Linked DNA regions of Sus scrofa: region 1 is linked to region 2. The links are chromatin contacts, called in public Hi-C maps. All regions are on one chromosome and are shown on one strand. The core of a region is the stretch at or near the end of the contact, and the rest is flanking DNA. Distances in the headings are between cores, read along the strand shown. Region 1 overlaps PLCB1 (1-phosphatidylinositol 4,5-bisphosphate phosphodiesterase beta-1). Region 2 holds the start of PLCB1 (1-phosphatidylinositol 4,5-bisphosphate phosphodiesterase beta-1).

What was found. A called contact is a pair of places that touch in the nucleus more often than the background predicts.
Region 1: a contact with region 2 is called in a Hi-C map of liver, with 3 times the contacts expected there. The contact joins the enhancer-like site here to the promoter of PLCB1 in region 2. A contact is called at or near these places in 1 of 5 promoter capture datasets (liver), 4 of 47 Hi-C or Micro-C datasets (embryonic fibroblasts and liver) and 1 of 2 datasets of contacts at active chromatin or transcription factors (skeletal muscle).

What each region holds. Positions count from the first base shown.
Region 1 is chr17:17,100,592-17,105,202 of Sscrofa11.1, reverse strand. All of the region lies in intron 2 of PLCB1 (1-phosphatidylinositol 4,5-bisphosphate phosphodiesterase beta-1), which reads right to left. Among named protein-coding and RNA genes, the nearest start is that of PLCB1, 96 kb to the right of the region's middle. Within about 2 kb of position 3,357, at least 3 of the 83 cell types and tissues checked have an H3K27ac peak or open chromatin away from gene starts, as enhancers often do. A contact at or near this core is called in liver, where this site is marked.
Region 2 is chr17:17,004,271-17,008,944 of Sscrofa11.1, reverse strand. PLCB1 (1-phosphatidylinositol 4,5-bisphosphate phosphodiesterase beta-1) reads right to left here and starts at 1,748. Exons shown (of 33, transcript XM_021077401.1): 1 at 1,227-1,748. The coding sequence starts at 1,325.

The DNA.
Region 1 (4,611 bases), core at 2,108-4,607, 95 kb before region 2:
TAAAATTCATCAATAATGTAACCATCGCTCTCCATCCACATACACGATGACTTAAAAACCAACACAGTGCTCTCACTATAATAAAGAGAAATGAAAAGAAGGCAAAATTACTCTAAAAGCACATGTATTTCAACATATCAGTGCTTGGCCACAGCTTCACTAGAAGACGTGGGAAATCTTTGGATTTTTGTACAAATAAGGAGAACCACAGAGAGTGTTTCAGGCTGATGGAGGTGCGTTGCTTCGGGACTCTGGGATTGGTGTTGCATTAGTGACATTCTGAAACGGTGAATAATTCTTGATAATGTTCTGAACCAAATAAAGTATAATCATCCCTCAATTTACAAGGCAATTGCAGCCCTGGAAAGTTGAGTGTATGATAAAACTCTGTAACACCTAACTTTTGCAATTATATGTAAGATGGAGTTATATGTAGCTTCAGAACATTATAAACTTTTTTTTTTACCTACTTGAATGTCTGCTAGGAAATCTGAAACTTCTGCAGGATGTGCTAGCTCTTTCTCCTCATATTCTCTAATCAATAGAGCAACCAACCCCCAGAAAATTCTAAAACATAATCTACAGAGTGGTACTATCTCACCTAATACCCACTAGTTCATGTTCTGTGTTCTCTATTATATCCAGGATTTTGTCTATCTAACTGCCTATTGTTATTTATCAATACTTACTGTTTACTCTGTACTAAGACATTTATAAATATTAACTCTTTTAACCTTCAAAATAACTCTAAGAAACAGGTATAATAATAATTATTATTATTATTTTTGGTTTAGGCAAGGGGCAACAAAGATTTAAAAACATGCACAAGGAGTTCCTTTGTTGGCTCAGCAATTAATGAATCCCACTAGGATCCATGAAGATGTGGATCTGGTTCTCTGGCCTCAGTCAGTGGGTTAAGGGTCCAGCATTGCTGTGAGCTGTGGTGTAGGTCACAGATATGACAGGGATCCTGCATTGTTGTGGCTGTGGTATAGGCCAGGAGCTGCAGTTCTGATTCAACCCCTAGTCTGGGAACTTCCATGTGCCTCAGGTATGGCCCTAAAAAGACAACAACAACAACAAAAACAACAACCAAAAAAACACAAATAAAACAGGGTTTAGGAGAAGTAGACCAAGGCTTCACAGCAGCCATTTACCATCATGTAGACTGAAATTAGGTAGAGAAAGGCCATGAGTCAAACCACTTCGACAGTAAGTTGTACACAGAGGACACGTTAGGAAGGTCTCTGGTGAGGCAGGAGGACAGGGAGGCTTTAATGCCTAATTGTGTCAGGTCAGAGAAACCGGTTGACTTAACATTTTGGTTTGTGCTAGCTTCTCAATGTTCCACTAGTAGACTCAGAGCTCTAAGTACTTGGGTTTCTATATAGTCCTAGGTGATAACAGATCATTTTGTGTTTAGGTACATCTGCATCCTCTTCTTATGTGGTTCTATATATACATTGACCTCTTCAAGGGCAAGGATCTTCTACTTCCCAGAAATGTACCTTGAACTTGACTGGATGGTCAAGAAATCTACCTTGACCATCAACCTTGATCTGACTTCTATTTCTACTTAAATATACCCACTTCTTATCTTTTCTCCAAATTTTCTTTTTTTTTCCTCTGTACGTCTTTATTGAGATAGAAATGACATACAACAAATTGCACATATTTAAATTGTACACATTAATGTTTTGAAGCATGTACAAATCCTTAACATCATCAACACAGTCAGGTGAACACATCCATAATTCCCCCAAATATTCCCAGGCCCTTTTGTAAAGTAATGCATGCCTCCACCCACTACCTCTCCCCCTACATTCCAGGAACCACTGGTCTGCTTTTTATTTCATTTCATATTTTTATAGAGTTTTATATCAATAAAATTGCACAGAGCACATTCTTTCGTTGTAGAGGGGTCTGGCTTCTTCATTTTACACAATGTAATTACTTGAGAGTTTACTCGTATGTTATTTTTCATCAGTTATTGATTCGTTTTTTCATTTTGTAACCTTTTATTGGCATACAGTTGATTTACAAGGTTGTGATAATTTCTGCTGTTTAGCAAAGTGATTCGGTTACCATATACACATATCCATTCTCTTTCAGATTCTTTCCCCACATAGATTATCACAGAATATTGGGTAGAGTTCTCTGTGCTATACAGCAGGTCCCCATTGGCCAATTATTCCATACACCACAGTGTGCATATGCCCATCTCAAACCTCTAGTCCATCTGCCCCCACCTGTCCCCTTTGGTAACCATAGTTTGTTTTCAAAGTCTGTGAGTCTGATTCTGTTCTGAGAATAAGTTCACTTGTATCCTCTTTCTAGATTTCACATATAAGTGACATAATATGATGTTTATCCTTCACTGTCTACCTTCACTTGGTATGATAATTTCTAGATCCATCCATGTAGATTAATCTCTAAGTGCTGTCTCGGTTCTAGAAGGGTCTCTCACACTATGGAGACCAAATGCTTTGGCTCTTGGGAAGACAATGTCACAGTGTTATCCCAGTCTCCTGACTACTTCAAGTTTCAGAAGCAAATCCTGCAGCTTGAGGATCAATGAAGACCCACAACACCCTAGGGACTGCACTGCGCTTTCTCTTCTTTCTCTAACCTCAAATTCCATATTCCTCCATAGATGTGCTATATTCATTCATGCAATGGCCAGAAGTCCATGTACAAAGTATGGCGGATGCTTTCAGTTTTACTCTAAAGACTCCCTAGGTTAAAAACATATAGTTTACATAAAACTTTGCCAAGAACTCCCAAATATGGCAGTTCTGTAAGAGCCTTTCAGTTTTTCTGAACTCATGTCCCCATGTCTTATAATCATGTAAAATGTCAAAAGGATCTTAAAATATCAGGTAGTTTTAACAAACTCTTCAAAATCATGTTATGTAGCTTTTTTTTTTTAATAAAAAGAATGAAGAAAGAAATCCTAACACTGTATTATCAAATGGTTAGGGTATCATCAAATTAACTCTGAATAAATTAGATATTTCTCTTACCTCTGTGGTTTGTGTACCGCCCCCTTCTACAAATTAAAAAAATATACATATATAAGTACAGACATACATATAAAGTTATTTAAAATATGGCAGATTATCTAATATTGTATCCCATTTAAGTGCTTCTCAAAGTTTTTCAGGCTTCCCAGGGTTGATCATTTTGTGCAAGTTTTGGATCAAAGCCCAGAGCACTTGGTCTATATAATAACAAAAATAATGCCCACCATCACAAAGCATCCAGCAAATTCAAGTTTGTCAAAATAGACCAAAAGCTCTCCCTGTTCACAACCCAGCCTGAGCCTCAATCTAGTGCCACCTAGGGAGAATTCCAAACAGATTGCATAATCTAGAGCTGTTGTGCTCCAAGGGGGTCAGGGGCAGTGAACTGTGAACTGTCAGCTATTGGAAGGGGAAAAAAACCACCTTAGAAAATAGAGTATGGCTCCTGACTGGCTATGAATCGAAGCAATCTTACTTCCGGCTCTGTAACAGAATTCTATCATCTCTAATCCCTCAACAAACAACAAAGATGCTCCCCAAACATCCTGTCTTCCAAGTCATCCTGGAATTTAACTTTTTCCCCCTCTGTTGGCTATTTAGTTTTCAGATTTTTATGGATTTCAGAGATTCAAAAATTGATTTGGAAATGTCAACAGACCTATGAGTTTGCTTCTATTTATAGTGCAGTGGTGGTAGGTGGGAGGAGAAGAGGCTGATGGGAACTTTCAGGAAGTCAAGAGAACAGAAAAACAAGTCTTCTCAGTGGCCTTAAACCCACATGGTAGACACATAGCTTCTACATTCAGCCTAGTAGATTAGATGTGAATCAGCCCTGAAGAAGCTGGTGTGGATCTGGGGAGGAAAAGACTTTCTTAACTAGCAGCACACAAAGGAATTAGATGGTGGGAGACCAGTATTTTAGCAATAACTGCACAATTTCCAAGTTAGCTTGGCTTTTTTTTTTTTTTTTTAATAGTCTCAGCAACCCCACACAATATTCAAACAAGCAAGTGCAAACAGTCTCCCAAGTAATTCAGGAGTGATGCCTGGGCCCTTTATATATGAAAGGAAAAGACAAATTGAATAACTCAGGACTGCCAAACTACCATCCCAAACTCCATAATAGCTTAATGGTCAACAAGAAAGCTACGTCAGACAATATTATCACATGAAAAAGAAATGAGGCTATATTAGTCCTTAAAACAAAAGACATTAGCCCTAAATGGGGAAAAAGTGAGGCTGCAAAATGTAATATGAGGTACATTTAGGTGGCCTTTTAATGAATGAAGACACTTTTTTTTTTTTTTTTTTTTGGTCTTTTTGCCACTTCTTGGGCCGCTGCAGCGGCATATGGAGGTTCCCAGGCTAGGGGTCCAATCGGAGCTGTAGCCGCTGGCCTACGCCAGAGCCACAGCAACGCGGGATCCGAGCCGCGTCTGCAACCTACACCACAGCTCACGGCAACGCCAGATCGTTAACCCACTGAGCAAGGGCAGGGATCGAACCTGCAACCTCATGGTTCCTAGTCGGATTCATTAACCATTGTGCCATGACGGGAACTCCCACATCTACTTTCATCAGCACATAC
Region 2 (4,674 bases), core at 499-2,998:
GGAAGCTGTGGGCTCCCCCTCCAAGTTCCGTTTGCGCTTCCAGGTGGACAAAATATAGACACAAACCCGCTCAGCTAAGTAATTGGATTCGCTACCTGGAATATTTAAATTGTTTTCAGACACTGGAAAATGGCTTAAGAAGATTAGAGAAAAATACCCTGGAGGATAACAGGCTATAATTTACTAGGTGGAAAATCTTTTCAGCAAGAAGAACGCCTCATTCTCCTGTAATTCCCCCTGTTTAAAAGATGTCTTAGTCATTAGGACCTAAATTTCCTGCGATCCAGCAGCTCAGATTTATTCCAGTGGGTTGTTATCAAATCTTTTGAATGACACCCAGGACATAAAATTGATAAGCAAATGTCCTCTGTGGGGAAGATGCTCATGCATTCAGCAAGATTACTAATCTAAAGGTTTGAAGGCAATTGGGGAGGGGGGTTCCACTTGAAGTCCTAGGGTCCAGGGTTCCTGTAAACCACTGGAGATCTGGGCTTGGCTAAGCTCTGCCTCTCCTGGCAAAAGATGAAGGTAAACTGGGGGGTATGTCTTCTCTTCTATTTTGAACTGAAGACTTCAGCCAGCTCAGTTCTCAGAAACTTGCCCTCCCTCGTTCCTTGCAGGCCCACTGAGCCCTCGCGAACCCCTCGGTCCCCCCTCTCTGCTCTTGAGCCTTCCCTTGGTGAGTCCTCCCCAGCCCTTCTCAGGGCCCTTCTCTGCGGAGCCGGGCGCTAAAGTTTGGTATCACCGACCACCTGTCGGCTGGACCGCTGCCGTGTGGGCTCCCAGCAAAGCGCTAAGACGGTGAGCAATCACTAAACAGTTTCAGACTCCGGGGCAGTTCCTTCTCGAAAGGGGCCAACGGAGGTAACGGGGGGTGCGTCTGCGGGCCGAGAGGGGTGCGACTCGTTAGCACCCCAGGCTTTCCAGCTGGTCCCAAATTCACCCTCCCCACTTAGCAAACTCTCAAGACCCGTCCCCCGGCCACGCCTGCTCCTTCAGCTCCACTGGCCCCCAAGATTTCAGACCCTCAGGGGGCCCTACCCAGAACTAGCAGGGACGTCAACTACTGAACCCGAGGACCCAGGAGGTCGCGGCCAGAAGCTGCCCTGGGCCCCCGCGCCCTCCCGGGTGCGCTCATTGCATAACGCGCCCCTCGCCCCACCCCCACGGACGGCCCTTGCCTGCCCTGCGCCCCGCCGGCGCCCCCGCCGGCCACCCCGACTTACATCATCCCACTTGACGAATTTGGTGCCCTTCTTGAGGCTGTCGGACACGCACACGGGCTTGAGTTGCAGAGCGTGCACTCCCGGCTGAGCCCCGGCCATCAGGGCTCATCGGGGCTCTGGGCGGCCCGGGCGAGCGCGGCAGGGACGGGGCGCGGGGCGCGGGGCTCCCTTCTCGGCTCCGGAGGTTCTCGCGTCTGCTCCCTCGCCGGCGTCTCGGCCTCCGCACCTCCTCCGGCGTGGCTTAGCAGGCGGGGCGCTCGCGGGCGAGGCGCCGGGCCATGCCCGGGCGGGACGCGGGGTCGGGCGCCCGCGGTGGATGCGGAGTCTCGGAGGGCGAAGAGCCGCCGAGCCGGGCTGCCCGGGCTGCCAGCCGCCTCCGTATACCGCTCCTCGGCCGCCGCCGCCTCCCGGCTCACCATTCAGCACATCCTCTAGACACCGAGCGAGAGAGCGAGTGACACACGCTCTGCGCCCCCCCCCCCGCCCTGCTCCTTCCCCCTCCTCCCTCCTCCTCCCGCCCCCCTTCCCCGCCACCCGCGCTCGCTCGGTCCCTCCTTCCCCGGCGGCTTCCAGCCCAACTTTGCGCGCTGGGTCAGGAGCGGGAAGCGGGCACGCAGCGGCACCTCCCGGCTCCCGGGCCCCACTGCAGCCGACGCCTCTGAGCATGCCCCGTGCCCCGGTGGCGGGGTGCAGGGGTGTCCTGGAGCCCAGCGTTCCTGGGGGTTTGCTGGAGAACAGGAGCCCCGGTCTGGGAGTGTCTTTGGGTCCAAATGGGGTGCAAAAAGGGAGCCTTCGGGAGAGATCGGAGAGGCGACCCAGAGTTTTCCCCTCTAGCTGGAGCTCTCCAGCGTTGGCCACAAACCAGCTATTTCAAAAGACAATTATTATTTATTAGCAGAGAAGAGAGCAGTTGAGAGGCTTGGAGTGAGTGCTCTTTGGGGAAACCTCGCCGTGCCTGAGAGTTTGCAGCGCGCTGGTCTTGACGCCCGGGCGGGCATGTGGTTAAGTTGTGCTTCAGAGACAGCAAGCCCATTCTAAGAGAAACAATGGTTTTATTTCCCAAGGAGATAGGCCTCCACTTGCCAGTGTATGGGTGCGCGTGGGGGGGGGGGTCGTGTCAAACAGAGACAGACAGGAAGAGGAGAGAAGGAGAGAGAGTAAGGTGTCTTACAGATAGAAACTTGCTCACTTAGGAACAAAGGTGGTAGGATATTTGCTGGCATTCATTCAACAAATATTTCTCATTTCTTTTAAAACAAAGAGATTCCCCCTCTAGAGTAGATCATATTTAGAAGGCTAATTATAACAGTGTTTGAGAGGATGCAGAGCAACTGGAACTTTCATCCATTACTGGAGAGTGTATAAAATGGTAAAGCCACTAGGAAGAAGAGTTTTTAATAAGGTTAAACATTTACTTATCATAAAACTCAGAACTCCCACTCCTAGGTATTTGTACAAGAGAAATGAAAACATATGTTCACACAGACTTGTTTAGTAATGTTCATAGCTTTCTTCATCATACCCCCAAAACTGGAAACCAAAAGTCAGTCAATTGGTGAATAGATAAACAAATGTGGTATGGCAAATAATGGAATACTATTCAGCAATTAAAAAAGAGTGCACATACAACCACGGGGATAAATCACACAGAATTTAAACCTAGTGAAAGGAACTGGACACAAAACACTGCATATTGCGTGATTCCATTTGAGGAATTCTGGAACAGGCAATCTAGTCCATGTTCAGAGAAAGCAGATCAGTAGTTGCCTGTGGCCAGGAGTGAGCTGGGATTGACAGGGAAGGGGAACCAGGGAATTTTGAGAGGAATAGAAATGTTCTATATCATGTGTTTTTACAGTTGTCGAAATTATAGAACTGTATACCTAAAATGAGTACATTTTATCATCAGTAAATTATATCTCAATAAAAGTGACCTTAAAAAAGAAGAGGGAGTTCCCATTGTGGCGCAGCAGAAACGAATCTGAGTAGGAACCATGAGGTTGCAGATTTGATCCCTGGCCTCGCTCAGTGGGTCAAGGATCTGGCACTGCCATGAGCTGTGGTGTAGGTGGAAGACACTGCTCGGATTCCATGTTGCTGTAGCTGTGGTGTAGGCTGGCAGCTGTAGCTCGGATTGGATCCCTAGCCTGGGAACCTCCATGTGCCATGGGTGCGGCCCTAAAAAGCAAATAAATAAATAAATAAAAATTTAAAAAGAAGAAACAATATGAACAAAGAAGGAGAGAAACATTCTTTTAAGTATTTGTTCTTTCTTCCTCTGCCCCCGAGGCTTCCAAGGCCCAGTGTTGATAAACTCAGTAAAAATATTACGAAAAAATCCCATGGGGAATTTAATCCAACTAACCCAATTACATATTTCAATGCATTAAAAAATCCATATTGATTAGCAGCACCATGGACAACCTGGTGAACACAACTTAGGACCCCTGCTTTCTTTTGGGGGCCTCACCTTGTCCTTGGAAGCCGCTTGCTACAAAGAATCTCTTTAAAGACTGACTTGTTTCATTCTGATCCCATATCCTAAACTAAAAGCTGAGTATACTGTCCATAGACCCTCTCCTCAGTGGCTTTGGCTTGCTAGTTACTAAGCAGAAGGCAAGGCACTATCAGATCCTCACACTGCTTCTCTTTACTCTGCAAAACAGCAACACAATTCTACTTGCAGCATCCCTGCCCTTCTCAATTGTGCCTACAACATCCTACCGGCCTTGTTCTCTTCTCACATCTTCCCCTACTGCCCTCCACAATCGCTCAGGTATCTACTGGAAAGATTATTGTTCAAATAGGCTTTACACCAGAATGACATAGGAAGGTAAGATAGACCAGAGAGGTGCTCTCCAGAAGAGGAGTGTAGAGGAATGGAAATGGGCTCTAGGCTACATGAGATGATAGAATGAGCCTTTTTGTGGTGGATAATTACATCATCTTTCTCTGTTTGTTGTCCTCTGCATCCACACACTTTGCCATGTGACCTTAGAGTTTTCAACTAGACACCTGTGTATTTATCCACCTCATTGATACTGCCCCATGAGATGTCAGGAGATGTGCCCTAAGAAAAGGCTTGAAATATCCTTGTGAGGTTGGGCTTGCCCTCTTGGGTTTCTGGTCATTGCCATGAGACAAACACGTCTCAGGGAACCTCATGGGGCAGGCGTAGGGCTGATGTGCAGCCTGGAGGCAAGTCCGTCAGAACCCCATCCTAGATGTGCCATAACCCAGCCAACATGCAGACTTATAAGCATGACAATAAATGAGCTCACTGTTGAGTCCATTGAGCTGGGGGAGGGGGGAGTCATTTGTTACACACCGTTATTTCATTATTGTGGAAGTAGCTGGCTGACTCATCTAGTATTCTTGATCCTTACCAGCTGTTGCTTGTTGCTGTGAATGTAGGGAAAATAAAGCTGTGGAATTCTGAACAGTGTTT